Linked DNA regions of Mus musculus: all the other regions are linked to region 3. A link is a contact called in public Hi-C and HiChIP or PLAC-seq data. All regions are on one chromosome and are shown on one strand. The core of a region is the stretch at or near the end of the contact, and the rest is flanking DNA. Distances in the headings are between cores, read along the strand shown. Region 1 holds the start of Olfr543 (olfactory receptor 543). Region 2 holds the start of Chrna10 (cholinergic receptor, nicotinic, alpha polypeptide 10). Region 3 holds the start of Rhog (ras homolog family member G).

Region 1 (3,143 bases), core at 30-2,529, 230 kb before region 3:
ATTTTTAGACAGGGCCTCATTATGTAGCCTTGGCTGACCTGTAACTCACTATCTACAGGCTAGTCTAAACACACAGAGATCTGGATCTAAAGGCATATAACACAACATTAATAAAAATGAAGATGGGGGGGGGGGGAGGCTGGGCAGTGGTGGCGCATGCCTTTAATCCCAGCACTTGGAAGACAGAGTTCAAGGCAGATTTCTAAGTTCAAGGCCAGCCTGGTCTACAGAGTGAGTTCCAGGACAGCCAGAGCTATTCAGTGAAACCCTGCCTCGAAGAAAAAAAAAAAAGACTTTTTTTTTTTTAATTCTAGATTTAGTTATGTGTATGAGTGTCTTGCTCGCATGCATGCCTGTGTATTTTGTGTGTACTTGGGGCCTGCAGAGCTCAGAAGAGAGCCCTGTACCCCTCGGAGTTGGCGTTACAAGCAGTTGTGAGCCATCATGTGGGTACTGGGAATTGAACCTGGATCCTCTGCAAGAACACTAAGTGCTCTTAGCCACTGAGCCACGCCTCCAGTCCAGTCTCAGCTAACTTTTGAACACATCTGGAACATTTCCTGATATACAATCACTATCAAATAAGCCCAACCTACATGTACAGCCTCCTCCTGCTTCTCATCCATCTACCCCCAAGCAAAGCAGAGCCTCAGGGAAGCTTGTGTATCTATCTGTCTGTGTGGCTCTGTGCTTGGAGCTCTGGTGAACTCCCGACTCTCCCTGGACTCACACTGGTAAAGGAAAGTAAGCCTCAAGGACAAGGCCAGGCAGGTGCTGCAGCCAGACTACAGGGGCTAAGAAAGGGACCAGACTCTGCAGCCTAGTGCTTTTGAACCAAGAAACCCAGTTTTCTCAGCTGCTTTCCTCTGTCCTAGCCAGTGTACATTGAGCACAGAGGTGAGACCACACCGATCTTGGCTGGCTTCTTTCTCCCCACTTTGACTTGGGTCCTTCCCAGTCTCCTTGGGACAAAGATTCTTTATATACTTTCTAACCAAAGTTGTTTTTTTCTTTCCTTGTTTTATCTCCGAACATCATTTTCCCCCTCTCATATACTACATTTAATTTTGTGTTTTATTAATAAGAAAACACCTCTTGTTTAACTCAACAAGAATGCACATATAACATACCAAAATAAATATCTTGTACAGGAGCTCCCTGAGAACAAGAAATGTCTTATTCATCTGTGAGCTCCCCAAACACACACACCCCAGGTAGATTCCCATCATGTGAGCCTCAGGCTCCTAAAATAACCATTTTGTTCTAACAGCCCCTGATCTTCTCTCCTGGTGCCAGCCCAGGACCAAAGTCAATGGGTGAGGATGGAAATACCAGTATCTTCAACCTTTCCTACAGCAGCTTCCTCTTGGTGGGCTTCCCTGGATTGCAGGAAGGGCGACCCCTTCTGGTCCTGCCTCTTACCTTTCTCTATGTGTCCATCGTTTCTGCCAATGCCTTAGTCATTCATACAGTGGTGGCCCAGAGGAGTCTGCACCAGCCCATGTACGTGCTCATTGCTCTGCTCTTGGCTGTCAACATCTGTGCCTCCACAGCCGTGAGGCCTAAAATGCTTGAAGGCTTTGTGCATTATGCAAATCCCATCTCACTCCGCGGCTGCCTCACACAAATGTTCTTTATCTACTTTACGCTCCTTCTGGACTACAATCTCCTGCTGGCCATGGCTCTAGATCGCTATGTGGCCATTTGCCACCCACTCCGCTATACTGACCTGATGACCTCACACTTACTGGGCCTGATGGCCACTTTTGCGATAACGCGGAGCCTAGGAGTGGCAGTGCCCCTAGTGGTACTAACTGCAAAAGCTCAATTCTGCAAGACATCCGTCATAAGACACTTCACCTGCGAGTACATCGCACTGTTGAGCATCGCTTGTGGAGACCTGACCTTCAACAACCGCTTGGGATTGGCTATGCGTTTGGTCACTGTGACTTTTGATCTGGCCTTATTGGGAACCTCCTATACCCGTATCATCTATGCAGCCTTCCGGATCTCTTCTGGAGGAGCCCGAGCCAAGGCCTTGCACACTTGTGGCTCCCACTTACTGGTCATCCTCACCATCTACCTTTCTGGTCTTTCCACTTCCATTGTCTTTCGAGTGGCCAAGACTGTGTCTCAAGATGTCCAGAACCTACTCAGTGCCATATACCTGCTGCTCCCAGGAGCCTTGAATCCTCTCATTTATGGGGTGAGAACTAAGGAGATCCGGCAACACATAGAGAAAATGCTCTGTGGAATGCAGTCACCCCAAGACAGCAGAGAGAAGTCACAGAATGTGAGAGGGGAGAGGGACTTGCCAGGGTAAGAGGGGGTTTTTAACTTGAGAAGCTGGGGCTGCGCCCTCTGAGAACAAGAAGTGGACGGTCTGTACTAACAGGCTGGGTGGGTCCTGAGCACGGTACGGTTCAATGGCATCCTCTTGTTGCTGCTATGACTTGTTGAATTCTTAGAACATTCTGCTACTTACACCACCACCACTCCCAACAATAGAACTGCTTTTATTTATCCTTCTAAGTCATTTTGTCTTCTTTCCAACTCTTAAAAAAAAAAAAAAAGCTCATTCTATTTGAAGATAGCTACAGCTTCACTAGGAGATACAGAGCAAGTCAAACAGTTCATTATGTGCCCTGAACCCCTGTTCCCCTGTTTGAAGCAAATGAAGTCCAGGTCCTCCCTTAGAGCTCTCTCTCTCTCTCTCTCTTTCTCTCTCTCTCTCTCTCTCTCTCTCATATATAGCCTAAGACTTGACATGAATTTTCATGTGACCCTGGGGCTAATCCTAGAGTCCTATTAGTCCTGAACATGAGGGAAAGTCCTTGCCTGAGATTCCTAATTTAACACAAGCATACAGACCCCGACAACCCCGGATGTCATTTACACCACACAAATAGGTCAAGTCATACCCAGGAGCCTCAGTGTAAAGGATGGTCAGGCCAGATCTTCTCTGGGTTCTGATCTGACAGTCGTCATTTAATTTCTATTGCTGTGATAAACATCACAATCAAATGCAACCTGAGCAGGAAAAGGTTCATTGGGCTTCAGGTTACAGCCCATCACAGAGGGAAGTCAGGGTAGGAACAAAAGCAGAAACCTAGGGACCATGGAGGAACATACGGGCTTGCTTT
Region 2 (3,438 bases), core at 775-3,274, 130 kb after region 3:
GTGTGCCCAAGGTCAGGACAACTTGGAAACTGTTACTGCCTTCCTCCTCTTTGAGGCAGGGTCTCTAATTCCTGCTGCCATGCTGCCTTCTCCAGGCTAGATGGCAGGTCAGTTCCAGGGTGATGCTCTTGTCTCCATCCCCTAGTAAGAGTTCTGAGAAATTGGGGCTGGAAGATGGCCTAGTGGTGAAGAACACTGGCTGCTTCTCAAGAGGACCCAGGCTTGATTCTCAGCACCCATAAAGTGGCTCAGAACTGTTCCAGATTCTAGTTCTTGAGGGTCCGCCGCTCTCTGGCTTCCACAGGCACTAGGCCTCGAGCTCAGAAATCCGCTTGCCTCTGCCTACCAAGTGCTGGGATTAAAGGCGTGCGCCACCACTGCCCGGCCCTGAATATACTTTTCTATTCAAAGCCTGCTCTGTACTGGAGGTTCTTAAACCAGGAGTCACTGCTTTCTAAGGTAGCGATGATTCCTCAACTGGCTGCTTCACACAGGCCTCTTGGAGTATCCAATGAGAATTCAAGTCTACTTGTGTCTAATTGTTGAACCGAGGATCGAGCAAATTCCAGGTTTAAACCAAAGACTTCCGCAACATCATAGAATTGGAGGATAAAAGAACAGAGAGGGTCTGCTTTGTCTGAGTCTTCAATCCCTGATGTCAGGAGTTGATTAGTTTGCAAACCTCCCTCCACGCTGACTCAGAATGGCCAGGCTTCTGCCAGAGAATTCTTGACTTTCTTATGCCAAAGGTGTTTCAAAAAGAATGTGCTCCAGCTCGTGGTTTTAGCGGCATTAAGGATTATTGGTATGGGGAATACTTGCTGGTTTTTGAGACAGGGTTTCTCTGTGTAGCCCTGGCTATCCTGGAACTCACTCTGTAGACCAGGCTGGCCTCGAACTCAGAAATCCACCTGCCTCTGCCTCCCGAGTGCTGGGATTAAAGGCGTGTGCCACCATGCCCAACTGGAATACTTGCTCTTAGGACAAGTTAGGGAAAAAAAAGGAAGGCTGGGCTGTAGTTCACTGTTGCTTGCCTAGCAGGCAGGAAGCTAGGTTCAGAAGCCAATACTACATAAGCTGAGCATGGTGATGCCTGCCTGCCTGCATCTCAGCACGTGGGAAGTGGAGGCAGGAGAGGCAGGGGTGCAAGGTGATCCTTGACTAATTGGGACTAAAAGGGCAGCACATGCCGGGCGGTGGTGGCGCACACCTTTAATCCCCAGTACTTGGGAGGCAGAGGCAGGCAAATTCTGAGTTCGAGGCCAGCCTGGTCTACAAAGTGAGTTCAGGACAGCCAGGGCTACACAGAGAAACCCTGTCTCGAAAAACCAAAAAAAAAAAAAAAAAAGGCAGCACATAAACTGGAAGCCGAGCACATAATTATAATCCAAATATTTGGGAGGTGGAGGCAGAAGTCCGTGGTCATTCTAAAGTGTAAGTCTTCTGACCGAATAATCCTCACTGTGACCCTTTATCTGCTAATCCCTACCCTTCCCCCTAACCCTGATCAGCCCCTCACACCCGTCCGCAGTATTTAGGCACTGGGTAGAGTATCAGCCTGGAAACACGACAAGAACTGAGGAAATGCTTCACAGAGCCATGTGAAGTGGTCTGACTCAGCTCACTCCCATGAAGACGGCAGAGCTTAGCTGGACAAAACCCCTGAGTCTAAGGTGTCCAGTCCCTTACTGAGAGGAAAAGGAGCCTCTAGAATTCAAGGAATGTAGCTGAGCTGGGGGGGGGGGGGGGCAGGTACAGTTCTCATTCACAGGCCTCAGCCCCATATACCTTTAGAGCATAATGTTTTGCACTTTCAGATCCTGGCATCTCTAAACCTTCCCAACCCCCAGGACTCTGAGTTACACAATTTGAATAATTTAGGACCCAGCACCCTCAGGTGTCAGTTTCAGTTGTTCTGTTCCCATGGGCACCAGTATGCCAACCCTGCAATTAAGCTAAAAGAAGTCAGTGGAAGAGGGGTGCTCTCCAGTGCCTCAAACCCTGATACGAGTTCCTGGCCCTATTCTGCTGAGAGCAGCAGGCTTGCTCAGAGCCCAGGTACAGGGAATGGATTGAAGGGGGGTTTGAGGTGCTGTAAGAGGAGAAGAAAGGGGGAGAGAGGAAAGAAAACAGAAACCAAGACCATTACAGAGGAAGAAAGCAAATTGAGACAGAGAGGTAAAAGACGGCACTAGTCATATGGAAAGGGACGGAAGATGGAGCCAGAGAGGCTGTGAAGAGCAAAGGAGAAACTGCAGGTACAAGGACCAGGTATAGTACTGCAGGCAGGTGCAAACAGGAGACCAGAAGGAAAGCCGCAATCTCTGGTTTCCAGGTACTGTCCACCTCATCCGTGCCAGCAGGGCCTGTTGCTTTACATCTCCTCAAGACCTGCCCACCCTCTGGCTGTGGTAGCGACATGGGGACCAGGAGCCACCACCTGGGTCCTGGGTTTCTGCTCCTGCTCTTTCTCCCTGCAGGTAATGAACCAGGTCTATCTGACACCGCCATTATTCCTGTCCACCACAAGCCTCCAGTCCCTACCCTTCTCTTCAGTGCCTGCTGAGAGCAAGCTATCTGGGGAATGTGGAGGAGAGGGTGCTGAAGATGGGAGTGGGGGAGAAGTAACTGTAAAAAGTCAGGTGTGCAAACCCCTTTAGCTCCTTGGGTACTTTCTCTTGCTCCTCCATTGGGGACCCTGTGTTCCATCCAATAGCTGACTGTGAGCATCCACTTCTGTTTGCCAAGCACCGGCATAGCCTCACAAGAGACAGCTATATCAGGGGCCGTTCAGCAAAATCTTGCTGGCGTATGCAATGGCATCAGCTTTTGGAGGCTGATTATGGGATGGATCCCCGGGAATGGCAGTCTCTAGATGGTCCATCCTTTCGTCTCAGCTCCAAACTTTGTCTCCATAACTCCTTCCATGGGTGTTTTGTTCCCAATTCTAAGAAGGGGCAAAGTGTCCACTCTTTTTTGGTCTTCGTTCTTCTTGAATTTCATGTGTTTTGCAAATTGTATCTTGTATCTTGGGTATTCTAAGCTTCTGGGCTAATACCAACAATATGAACTAACCAGTACCCCCGGAGCTCGTATCTCTAGCTGCATATGTAGCAGAAGATGGCCTAGTCGGCCATCATTGGGAAGAGAGGCCCCTTGGTCTTGCAAACTTTATATGCCTCAGTACAGGGGAACGCCAGGGCCAAGAAGTGGGAGGGGTGGGGGGGGGAGGGTATGGGGGACTTTTGGGATAGCATTTGAAATGTAAATGAAGAAAATCCCTAATTTAAAAAAAAGGTCAGGTGTGGCCTCAAACACCTATAACCACAGTGCTGTAGGAACCTGAGCCAGGAGGATTGCTGGGATTGCTGGCCAACCAGACTAGCTGAAAAAAACGGCAAGTTGCAAGTTCAGTGCGAGACCCTGTCTCAAGAGAAC
Region 3 (3,248 bases), core at 286-2,785:
ATATAGTCCAGGCTGGCCTCGAACTTCTGAACCTCCTGCCTCCACCTCTGGAATGCTGAGATTACAAACGTGCTACCACACCTGGCTTGGAACGTATTTTTAATAGCTTCATTGAAGTCACTTGAATCTGATCCTGTTATTTTGGGGATTTACAAACCTCACTTAAGGACCCTGTTATTTTTGGGACTCACAAACCTCTTCCCATTAAATACCAAACACTAGTTCTGCCCTCCCAAATTTCCCCTAGCCCCTCCAATTTATTCTCTTCCCATTGGGAGGAATTTGCCTAAGGGCCAAAGAAGAAGTAAGGGGTCCACAAACTGCCTGTGCGATGAGAACAGGCTTCTGGAATCTGAGAACACTCGTTTAGTCAGTCACTGACCAGCCTGAGTTTGATTGTCCTAACTTGACTTTCTATACAGTACCACAGCACGGATACCTATTCTGTAATCTTCACATCCTCTGGGTGGAGAAATTTTTTTTGTTGATTTTACCAAAACAAAACAAAACAAAAAACTGATACTTGGAAACATTAAACTACCTGTCAGACCTGATCCACTTTATTTGGAGGTCCTCTGTAAGACGGGGTGTTTATCTTGTGTTGTTTTCACTGTACCTTGCGGAGCTCTGCACGTGGTAGAGCACCCAGAAAGTTGTTAAAAGAATCAAGACTGTGGATTCTCCAGGAAAACTGCGCCCAAGGCCTGGGTTAGAAGCACCAGAGGGCGCCCTCGAGGCCGTCCACTCGCCGGTCTCCAGGGCCCAAGCCGGACCTCAGGCCTGGGCGCGGTCCTACCGCTCCAAACAGCCGCGCGCCAGGGCGAGATCAGGGAACAAGAAGAGCCCCACGTCTTCCCACGCCCCGCCCCCTCCCCAGGGCCCCGCGGAGCTGCGAGGTGCGGAACCACGACACGACATCCTGTTTTGGGGGCCCGCGCGGCTCCGCCTGCATCTCTGCTGATCACGTCTTTTCCCGGGGTGCTGACGGCAGCTGCCCTCCCCCCACCTCTGTCTCCCCACCCTCCCCAGGGGTCTGGGACCTTCCCACTGCTGAATCACCACCACCCAGCATTCTCCCAAGGCTCAGGGCAGGGGTGGGGACTGCCCCAGCCTGACCCATTCCGGCTAACCCCTAGCCAGCCGCGGCTACCTCTAGATTCCCGGGCTGAGCGGAAGGCATTTCTCAGCCTTCCCGCGGAGGCTGCGGGGCGGGGAGTGAGATACTAGGAAGAGAACAAATGCCCAGCGCCTAGCTTAGGGCCCCTGCTGGGGGGTGGGGGGGAGATGCCAAGTGAAAGCGGGGAGACCTGACCTTGAGAGGCCAGACTCAAGGGGTCTCAGGGCTCACGGGGCGAAGAGTGGAGAGAAGCAGGGTGTGCGGGACTGTGCGGAGGGCAAAGCTTGCAGAAAACCCGAGGCTGGAGGGTGGGGGAGGCCTCCGACTTCCTAGTCCGCCCCGCCCCGGCCGGCCCGCCCCCGCGCCCCGCCCCGGCCCTGCCGGCCCGGCCCCCACCCCCCCACTTCCTCCGGCCTCCAGTTCTCACTTCCTTCTTGAGCCCAGAGCCGCCGCCGCCGCCCCCAGCTCCCCCGCCGCGGGGAGGGCACCAGGTGAGGCCCGGGTCGAGCCCGTCGGGCAGGGGTCCTGGGAAGAGGAGTTCAAGCTGGCCCGGACTGGGTACCCGGGAGCCGGGAAGTTTGCAGGAGGGAGGCCGAGGGCGGGAGGTTTTCGTTCACTGCAAGTTGGGCGGGCGCGGCAGGCCGGGCGGGGACAGCGGCCACCGCGACCCGATCGCTGGTGGCCGGGTTGAGGGTGGGATCCGAGGGACAGCGCGAGCTCCTGCTGTCCGCGAGGGACCACTGAGATCCGAACCGTGAGAGGCTCGGAAGTGGGAAAGCGCTGAGCTGTGAGGCTGGGACTCTGCGGTGGGGTGCCCTCAGAAGTTGTGGGGCTGTTCAGTAGTGTGTGAAAGGAAAGGGCCTCTGGGCTGCAGAAGGCGCGCTCTCTGCTCTGCAGTTGTGACATTTGTGAGGCTGGGGTTGGGGGTGGGGGGCGGTGTCTGAGGCCTCTGAAGTCTCACCCGGGAAGGTCGGAGCCAGTCCATAGCTGCTACACTGTTGCTGCTGAGGACTCGGTGGGGGAATCCCCATTCCCTCTCTGTATTTTTCTGAGCCAACCTCTTTATTCCTGTCCCATACAACAGCGGGTATTTAGTGAACACGTCTGTTGTGTCTATCAGACTCAATCTGGCCTTTTTTATTTTGAGGATAAACTGAGGAAGGAAAGGGCCACTATACCGATAGTCACTGACAACTTCCATGACTTTGAGAGGCAGCTGGAGTACTGGCTTTCGGTAATGATTGAGAGCTCTTAACGTCTTCTCCCTCACCTGAACTCCCCATACTGTCTTCCACATTCGCCATAGTGTCGACCACATTCGCCTCCTTCCGGCTCTTCCCCCAACCACATAGATGTACCCAGGCCCTGATCTCGCATTTACCCTGCCCTGCCTGTTGTTCAGCCTCTGACTACCACACACATATCTCCCCATTTTGTTTCTATCTTCCCTGCCGCCCTCAGTCCGTCTCCTTCCCTTGGTCTGTAATCTAGCTTTGGTGTCAGAAACTGCTTTAAACTTGCTGAGTTTGAGAGCCTTTTTCAAACGTCTTTAGCTTAGAGATGCTGGCTGCAACCTCCCGATGATGGAGATGATTAAACATGTGCACACGCCCGTGAACATGCAAGTTTTGGTGTTCTTTATCTCTTAGAGACAAAATAACTGCCCTCAGCCTTGAGAAGGCCCAGAGCAGAAGCCGGCAGAATGAAGGGAACCTGCGGTGGGTGACACTGTGGTTAGGCAAGGGGAAGCAGTCTGTAGCAGGCAGGGTTGGGTGACACAAGAATAAGATTAGTGAGAAAGTCCATGGGAAATCAAACTACCCTGATTCTTAGGAAGGCAGCCTAGGAGTGTGTGTGTAGTGGTGTGTTGTGTGGGAGGGGGGTCAGGGGGAACTAGCTTTAAGGTTCCTGTCTCCTAGCACTTACTGGTTCCAACCAGTGGGGAGAGTAGGTTGGGCCATTTGGCCTGCTAGGAAAAGGAAGGGGGCAGAGGCAAGATTCTGGAGGGAAAAGTGCTACGAGTCTAACTTAAGTCTCTACTGGTTTTTAAATTTTGATCAGGAAGGGGATGTGAGGCAAGGTGTTTGTCTTTCGTCCCTGGTGCTTGGTGGGAACTGCAGAGGTTGGGTAT

Evidence for each region. Hi-C and Micro-C count contacts between places; a contact is called where the count stands out from the background. HiChIP or PLAC-seq counts read pairs in DNA pulled down with a chosen protein or histone mark.
Region 1: a Hi-C map of embryonic stem cells shows a contact between it and region 3, with 1.8 times the contacts expected there. The contact joins the promoter of Olfr543 here to the promoter of Rhog in region 3. A contact is called at or near these places in 2 of 39 promoter capture datasets (cranial neural crest and embryonic stem cells), 2 of 484 Hi-C or Micro-C datasets (both in embryonic stem cells), 9 of 115 datasets of contacts at active chromatin or transcription factors (the SCID.adh cell line, bone marrow-derived macrophages, embryonic stem cells and 2 more) and 4 of 9 other capture datasets (adipose tissue, embryonic stem cells, liver and 1 more).
Region 2: a contact with region 3 is called in an H3K4me3 HiChIP or PLAC-seq map of embryonic stem cells, with 2.0 times the contacts expected there. The contact joins the promoter of Chrna10 here to the promoter of Rhog in region 3. A contact is called at or near these places in 4 of 39 promoter capture datasets (cranial neural crest, liver and macrophages), 5 of 484 Hi-C or Micro-C datasets (embryonic stem cells and fibroblasts), 5 of 115 datasets of contacts at active chromatin or transcription factors (bone marrow-derived macrophages and embryonic stem cells) and 4 of 9 other capture datasets (adipose tissue, embryonic stem cells, liver and 1 more).

What each region holds. Positions count from the first base shown.
Region 1 is chr7:102,476,038-102,479,180 of GRCm38.p6, reverse strand. Olfr543 (olfactory receptor 543) reads left to right here and starts at 1,279. Exons shown (of 1, transcript NM_001011782.2): 1 at 1,279-2,408. The coding sequence starts at 1,313. The coding sequence ends at 2,323.
Region 2 is chr7:102,115,299-102,118,736 of GRCm38.p6, reverse strand. It overlaps Chrna10 (cholinergic receptor, nicotinic, alpha polypeptide 10), which reads left to right and starts at 2,024. Exons shown (of 5, transcript NM_001081424.1): 1 at 2,024-2,480. The coding sequence starts at 2,420. It also overlaps a transcript of Art1 not described here.
Region 3 is chr7:102,248,405-102,251,652 of GRCm38.p6, reverse strand. Rhog (ras homolog family member G) reads left to right here and starts at 1,535. Exons shown (of 2, transcript NM_019566.3): 1 at 1,535-1,608.